Linked DNA regions of Oryctolagus cuniculus: region 2 is linked to region 1. A link is a contact called in public Micro-C data. All regions are on one chromosome and are shown on one strand. The core of a region is the stretch at or near the end of the contact, and the rest is flanking DNA. Distances in the headings are between cores, read along the strand shown.

Region 1 (4,228 bases), core at 716-3,215:
ATGTGGCATTAAACAAAAAAAACTTCATAAAGTCAATTCCAAACGGAAGTTACCAAATATAGAGGTATATACACTTCTTACTTTTTTAAAGCTAATGATAAGGAGACATTTAAATTAAGCTATGAAAAGGCTTTGTCTAATGCGATATTACTACCAAAGGCTCTCACAAAAAACCTTGGCAAGCTACACACAAAGGAACCCGATTTACACTTCAAGTCCACAAAAGCCTATCCTAGGACTGTGCCAGGGGCACACAAGGATTTCAAAGTCCAGAAAAAAAAACCGGGCACACACATGCTGTACAAAGCAGCCAAAAAGGCATTCCCCAGTCACTTTCAGGAAATGTTTCAAGATAAAGAGCAAAAAAAGTCTGTGAAATCCCCTGGATCCTTAGGGTGATTTATTAATTCTTAAGACTAGGTGGTTTTCTCCCAACGTGACTTTGTTGGGCAGAAATAAAGCCTTCTCAAATAAAAGCAATCACTCAGCCCCAATTTTCAGTACAATTCGCTTTTCGTCAAAAGTTCAAGATTCCCAAGGTCTAGACGTATAGTGCGATCACATTACAGTACTCGGGAAGACTATTTTCTTTGTTGTTGACCGTGCTAGGGAAACAGGTCTTGACTCAGCCAAAGTGGCGTTCTTGTGGGTGATTAATGACAGGCCTAGATCTCGCCCCAGTGACATCCATCCCCACCCCCTTCCCCCTCTACACTAAAATCAGCCATGTCTGAACTGGAGGAGGGGCTGTCGCCTCGCCTCAAACCACCTAATCCAGAGTTAATAGCTGCAACCAATCGATTCAGGCAAACACATCGAGATTCGGGTGAAATGTGAGCCTTCTCTCGCCTAAATTTGTGAAGAACATCGCCCTCGCTGATCATTTCCGCCGGGGCTCTACCGACCACGGAAACACTCGATTCCAGTCATGCCGCCCAAAGAAAAAGATCTTCCTCTTCCTCACAATACCGGCCCGGCCCTCATCCACCCCATCTCCCGCCTCGACATCAGGCCATTTCTATTGTGTCTCCGTAGCCCGAGGAGCTAATTATCAGCAATGTGGTCGCCCGAGCACTGTGTTGAGAACGGAGACCACAGTCCAGCGCCCCCACCCCGGAAGCCTCCTGCCGCGCACGCCCCCACGATCCCAGCGCTCTCGCCCACCCCCGAGCCCGCGGGGCCGGGTCCCACCTGTGGTGAGGCGGGAGGAGACGTCGCCAAAGGGGGACGGCTCCATTCGGAGATACTTCTGCGGCGAGGCGGCCGCGGCCGAAAAGGAGGCGGCGGTGGCCGCGGCCGCCGACGACGGGGAGGCGGCGGTCGAGGTGGGCGCTGATAATGGCGCACATCGTCTCCGCTTCGGGGACGCCGGGCTCAGCAGCGGGTCGAAATCCAGAGTCCTTTTCAGAGTGGCTCCGCACGCCATGGCCTCAGGCAGCCGAGGCGCCGGGCTCGGGTGGGGTCGGAGAGGGGTGACGGGAGGGGACCCGAGGGGCGCCTAAGCCACGGGCTCAGCAGGAGCCAGGCGGGTCGCGGAGAGCCGCCGCCGCCGCTGCCTCCGCGGCAGGGGCAGTGGCCAGGGCAGACCCGGGCGAGAGCGGGAGGGGCGGGCGGCAGCGCACGCCGGCCGCGTCAGTGGGGGGCTCTTCCGCCTCTTCAGACGCGGCTCCCACGGGAGAGGCTCCGGCCGCCCCCGCCGTCCGTTCAAGCTTTTGCGCCGCGCCTGAGTCGCTCCTGAGCTGAAACCTGCTTCCTTCGGAAGTCGATACCAGCCCCGTGGGGAGGGAGGCCGAGACGCAGCTCCTGATACGCCCGAGCGCGGCCAGCAGTTCGCGAGCAGCAGTCGCTGTCGAGGGACTGCGAGGCTGCTGCGGCAGCAACAGCTCAGGAGAACACGTCCAACTGCTTCCCCCTGTACTGTACGACTCTTCCACCCGCCGCCGGCCCCAATATGGCGTCAATAACAACGCCGCCGATTCAAATCCTGCGGCCTCAGGGCGCGTGCGCAAATGGGCGGCTCCACCTGTAGTTGAATTCTGGGAATTGTAGTGTTTGACTGAGAGGAGAAATCGACGTGAAAGGCGGTCATGGAGTAGTCACAGAAACCACGACTCCCGTCATGCAAGGCGTGCGATTCTGAGTTCCGGGTTGGAATTTAAATCCCCCTGCACAGCTTCAGTGTAAAAGGAACTTAGCATAAGAGAGGAAAGAAAAGGTTCTGAGGCAGTAGATGAGAAGGACGAGAACCTGTGGGGAAAGCAAGGCAAACGTACTACAGGCTCCTATGACTCAGGGCTTAGTTTTTCCTACAGTGATTTAACAACCGGGAAATGGAAAACTAAGCCAACGAAATAACACAGAATAGATTATTTTGGATGTTAACAGAGCCAAAAAGCAAAACCTGTCATAGGAAATAATAACAAGAACATGAAATCTATTTAGGATTCCAAGAGAAAACAGCATTAATAGTATCGAGATTTTCGATCATTGGTGGAATGCGATGCTTTGCCCATCCACCTAAGTTCTGCAAAGCCAGACGCTTCTGTACAGGAACAGGATTTGAACAAATACAGGACCAAACTGTTTTGCTCCAGGTGAAAAGCAAGTGATTTCAGAAATGCTATTATCTCTGTTGAATATTGGTGTATACAAGTACCTTATGAACTGTAAAAAAGAAATCAAGACATAACGAATTGTCTAGGTAATTGTCTACACAGTGGACCCATTTTGAAAGCAGAGGGGAAAAGGACCTAATAGTTGTAATTTTAATCAGATACCAAAAATTAGAATTCAATATAAAATTAATAAAGATTTATGTAGAAATGATCACCAGTTCTCTGTCTTTTACTCTTGAAGTTATCAATAGTATATAAGAACTAATTTTCTTATGGGAATGCCAGATTAGCCAATTATTATCAATCCCATATCAAATTATCCAGAAACATGTTTTGTAGCCATTTTGTCTATTGTTTGTTATACCTTCTTTGGACGGTAGCTTAATATATTCTTGTTTTATCGAATTGTCCAATACCTCAGAATCTTTCCTTATCACACTGTGTTCACAACTAAGTCATGATACTTTTAATTTAGGATATTATACTGTTTGGAAAATATCTTTTGAGAAGTATCAGTATTTAATGAAACAGTGGGTTAAGACACTGACTAGATAAACTTACTAAACTCTAGACACTCCATGATACTGTGAAAATTAACAGAATATATTTTATGTAACTACAAAAAGGTTAACCGCTGGAAAATAAGCAAAAACAATTTATGTTCTTGGTATATTCTGAAATTAAAATTAAGCTGTAGAATTTATACTGGAAAGGGGTACTCTGTATTCAATTTTGTCCCTTCAAAATTCTTGTTGAAGTCCTAACCTCAGTACCTCATAATGTGACTTTATTTGAAAACAAGGATATTTCAAACATAATTAGATAAGACAGTTGATACTGGAGTGGGAATAAGATATGATCCTACTCTAATGTGACTTGTATCAAGAGGGAAATTTGGGGGACCAGCATTGTGCCATAGCAGGTAAAGCCGCTACCTGTGACACCAGCATCCCACATGGGCATCGGTTTGAGTTCTGGCTGCTTCACTTCTAATCCAGCTTTGTGCTAATGGCCGAGAAAAGCAGTGAAGATGGCCCAAGTACTTGGGCCCCTGCTACCCACATGGGAGACTCACATGAAGCTCCTGACTCTGGCCTGGCCTAGACCTGGCCATTGCAATCATTTGGGGAGTGAACCAGAGGATAAAGGATCTTTCTGTCTCTATCTCTCCCTCCCTCTGTAACTCTTTCAAACAAATAAATAAATCTTTAAGGAAAAAAAAAAAATAGAGGGCAATTTGTGGACAGGCAGTACCTCACTTGAACATAGATTAGCGTGATCATCTGTAAGCCAAAGAACGGCAAAGACTGTCAGCAGGTCATAAGAAGCTAGGAAAGAAACTTGGAACAGATTCTCCCCTCACAGTGCTCAGAAGGAAACAACCTTGATGATTCTTTGATCTCAGAGTTCTATTCTCCGAACCACGTGACAATAAATTTCTGATGTTTAAGCCATCCAGTTTATGGAACCTTGTTAAGGCAGTCACAGAAAACTCATACAGGAAGGGACTGTGATTATCATTTGAGATACAGTAGACTGCTTGGAAAATGGGGAAAGAGTTGTATCTAAACATGTAGGGGCTATGTGGCAAACTTGACAGCTTACAGTCATAA
Region 2 (4,228 bases), core at 917-3,416, 500 kb before region 1:
TATGTATCATCACTTTCCCACAAAACTGTGAACTTCCTCAAGGAAAGTATAGTTTTTATTCAACCTCGGATTTCCCCAAGCCAAGCAGTGTCTGTAAATATTAAGTACTCAATTCGTGAGTGTTAATCATACCACTCACCCCCAGTCTTTAAGTTTCCAGTAGACGCTAAACATTTCTGGGTGTATGCAAAGGGGAAGGAATGCAGGAATGGGGAAACAGGGTTCACACACCCAACCCAAAAAGGAAAAAAGATAAAAGGCAAGTAAGTGACCTAGCAATCCATGCTGGTGGATATCACATAGTGACTGGGCTCAGGATCAATTTGCTAATGAAATCTCCTTAGTTTTAGGTTTTTCATGGTCAGATTCTTCGGCAGTTCCTTTAAAAGTCAGTGTGAGATCTATTTCTCTACCTGCTCCCCAATCCCTCTGGGCTGTTTATAAAATAGCTGATGAAAAATGAGCTCTGCTAGCCTTCCATATCTTATCTGTCCCTGGATTTACTGGTGCTAGCCTAACCTCACTTTCTAGATTTTTTACTAGAATCTTAAAGTAACAAACTGGTGAGCCCTGGTTTGGGTATCTAAAATACTTAGGATAGTGAAAATACTGAAAATCCCATCCGAAGTAACTGTTGCTTTTTCAGCTCTCAGTGCTACTATTGTATCCTTTCGCTTCAGCCTTTGAACATACACCATAGTTTCTTCCCCAAGTACACATTTTAAAGAGTCTACTTTGTTAATATGTAAAACTGATACTGTTTTTCATAGGCCTGCTCACCTTACATAATGCCTCTTGTAAAACATCACACCACTGCATGACATTCTGGACAACATACTATCTACAACACTTTTCATTAATACTAGCAGTCTTTTGCAGAGACCACAATAGGAATATTTTTAGAAGCTTATGCTAGAAACATACGCTTCAATTAGAATAGCAAAAGGACTAAATACCTAATTTATATCCTTGTTTCTCAATTTTTGTAGACAATGTAGTAAGATAGGCCTCTTGTCCAATATGCTAACACTAACAAAATATTATTTCTATTACGAAATTTAGGGATTTCTGTAGTATCTCTTCTTTTATCCTACAATGCCATTTCCGTGGTCACACCAGAAAAATCTGTTGGTATTTATAATTCTCAACAAACGTGTTCTTTTATTTTAGCATCAATTTCCTCTTCCCCATTATGATTTTTTAATGAAGTCCTTATTACTTTTTTTTTTTTTTTTGCCTGACCTACTTTCTTTCCAAGAGCTTTCATACACGGGTTGGTGATCTCTGTAGTGTGCAGGAGAGTCTTAAACCACAGTGAAGCAGATTCGTTGGTTATCATTTACTCTAGAAATGTTTTCGTGGCTCAAAAATCACCTCGCTGCAACGTCCACGACTTCCTAGTCTGTCCAACCAGGCTCTCCGCTTTTCATGAGTTTGCTCCTTCTGCTCTGACCCAGTTGTTACCTTCCTTTGTTGCCTCCAACCCCTAGAGAACGTGTATTCCGGGGGAGAGGCGTTGTTGGGTCTGAGGAGAGTCGAGTGGACCAGATGATTCCTCACACACTGGAGCCCTCCTCCCCCGCCTGGTGAGGAGTCGGAGATGATTTGACAGTTCCTGGCCCGGCTCTGGCTCTCACGCTTGTGGTCCATGGGTGGGCTTTACCGTCTCCCTCTGCCCGGGCCTCTGGCCTGTCTCCAGGCCAATCGCAAACACAGCCATTTCTCGTGGCCATTCAGAACTCTCCCCGCGCCGTCCTCTCGCGAACACGGGGGCTCCTGTCCGTGGAACACTTCGGGGCTGAGGGGAAAGCCGCGGCGGGATCAGGACGCAGTCGACAGGGCAGCAGCCCCTCCCCAAGCTTTTTCCCGTCGCGGCGCCCACGTGACCGAAAGCAGGCCTCCACCGGCCCGCCTCTTTCGGCCGCCGCTGCCCACTTCCCGCTCGGGGTAAGCAAACCGCGGTCTTCCGCACCGCCCCAGCCCCGCCCTTCTCTTTTCCCCTCGCCTTCACCTCCCTCGGGCTCTCGCGCCACTCTCCGCGCCCTCCCCCGTTCCCCACCGGGCCCTTTGTACGTGCTCGGCGGCGTGCGAGCGCGCCCGGCACGTGACCCCGCCGAACGTGGCATTGTGTTATCACGTGACCCAGGTGCGTACGCGACGGAGCGGGGTGTGAAGATGGCGGACGAAGAGGCTGAGCAGGAGAGGTTGAGTCGCGGAGGAGGCGGCTGCGTCGCGGAGCTGCAGCGCCTGGGCGAGCGGCTCCAGGAGCTGGAGCGACAGCTGCGGGAGAGCCGGGTGCCGGCCGTGGAGGCGGCCACCGAGTACTGTCAGCAGCTGTGCCAGGTGAGGGCGCCCGGTGGTCCCCTCCCCCTTTCCTTTGCTAGAGGGGGAAGCGGGCGAACGAGCGCCTGGCGGCCAAGCGGTGGTCGTCGGCTGCCTTGGCATCGTCGGCGCCGCCGCCCTGGCGGGAGCGGACAACGAACGCGCCTTTGTGTGGCCGCCGTTGTGGCGGTGTTGTCCGCAGCTCCAGGCTGGGGGAAGGGAGTTGTGGTCAGGGCGGAAAATCCCCCTCCCCTTTCCTTCCCCGAAGTCGGGGCTCCGCGGTCTCAGCCGCTGCAGCCTGCGAGGATTGAAGAGGGCAAGAAGCGAATGGAGGCCAGGTCCTCTTCCTCCTCTTTTCATTGTGCGCTGGGGGATTACCGTGCCCGGCGCCTCTGCACCTCTGCTTTCCATTCTGACGGGCCTCCACCCCCACTGGTTTGATTGCTTGGCCTTTCCCTGTGTTCATCCGTCCTGGCCCCGACCCGGTCCGTTCCGGTCCTCGTCCGCTCTTGTCTCCGGGCCTTTGTTGTTGGACTTTCGCCTTACGACTGAAGGGCCTTTGTTGACGTTCCGAGGGGCCGTCCCCACCGACCCCTTCCTACCGGGCGAGGCATTCCGGGTGTTGGGGGGGGGGGGCAGTGCTGGCCAAGGTTGTCCCCTCCAGCTTCTTCTTGCTTGGTGCACCGCTTCCGTGCTAAAGATCGCGCTCTCCTCTCTGGCCAGGAGCTGTCCCTGTTTGTCTATCCTAGGGCTGAATGTCCCTCTGGAGCGGCTCTTCCACAGTCCGTTTTTCGTTTGTTTTCACTCTTCTAGAGTACGATCGCCGCCTCCCCCGCGCCCCTCCCCCGGGAGTCTTTCCTGTTTGGACTCTTGGTGACGCGGGAGAGGACCGAGGGTCTTGTGGAAGTGCTTGTTGAATTTCAGACCTTGCCTTCTTTTTCTTGCCCAAGGACACGCTTACTGGTAACTGGGTTCTAGCCAGGATTTAGAATGTTAACAGTAAGCTCAGGATGGAAGTCGGAGAGTTTTGTGTCTGCATTTGGACTTGATTACAGGCCTTCCAGGTACCTTTGAAATTTCAAGGTGCGGATGGCAGTAGTGAAGATTATTTTTGTTACATTGACTTCTTGGGGAGGAAAAAGACACAATTTTTACAGGTCTGCAGCGTTACCTCTAGCATTGTAGAGGATCCTTGTATCATTGTAGAGACTTTGTTTTGGGAAGATACTGATTGCACTTAAGGTCTGAATGGTGGACCATTTTAGCATTTGAGTAGAGGACATTTTCACTTACCTTTTAACCTCCAGATTCTGAAACCTTTATGAAATCAGGGATACCTGATCGTGTATCAGAGAAGACTCATTGTTGTATATACTATTTTGTTATTATTCGATGGCTCGTTTAAAAAAAAAAACCCTGAGATCAAGTGATGACTTGTGTAGCTTTACCTGCCATGTGAAAGTTCTCTGCCTATAGAAACATGGGTCTGGTGAATACCTGTACTAAAATTGTAGATTCTTCATTCCTTTTAAGTCCCAGAATTAAAGACTTATTGAAATTTGCCAATTTCTCTACTTTTGCAGTATTCACTTATTCTTAATTAGTCTTTACATTTGTTTTGGAAATAAAGTATTTCAATAAGACATTCATAATGGAAGGTCATTTATAAGTAGTCAGTTTTTTAATCAGTGGAAAGTATCACAGTCTAGCTTTTCTGAAAGATGTTTCCCCCCAGCAGTGTTCAGTCATGGTTTTAAGACTAGTTAAATAATTGTGGCCAGCATATTTACAAACAGGATGAATAATTGTTGGTAAATGGAATCTCAGGCAAGCCAAACTTTTTTTAAAGGGTGTGTGACATCACAAAATTATCACTTTAACATTATTTTTTAGTGGAGATATGACT

Evidence for each region. Hi-C and Micro-C count contacts between places; a contact is called where the count stands out from the background.
Region 2: a Micro-C map of ear pinna shows a contact between it and region 1, with 11 times the contacts expected there. The contact joins the promoter of ZNF292 here to the promoter of AKIRIN2 in region 1. A contact is called at or near these places in 2 of 6 Hi-C or Micro-C datasets (ear pinna and an unstated tissue).

What each region holds. Positions count from the first base shown.
Region 1 is chr5:84,855,882-84,860,109 of mOryCun1.1, reverse strand. AKIRIN2 (akirin 2) reads right to left here and starts at 1,965. Exons shown (of 5, transcript XM_002714571.5): 1 at 1,192-1,965. The coding sequence starts at 1,426.
Region 2 is chr5:85,356,638-85,360,865 of mOryCun1.1, reverse strand. ZNF292 (zinc finger protein 292) reads left to right here and starts at 2,166. Exons shown (of 8, transcript XM_008263179.4): 1 at 2,166-2,343. The coding sequence starts at 2,176.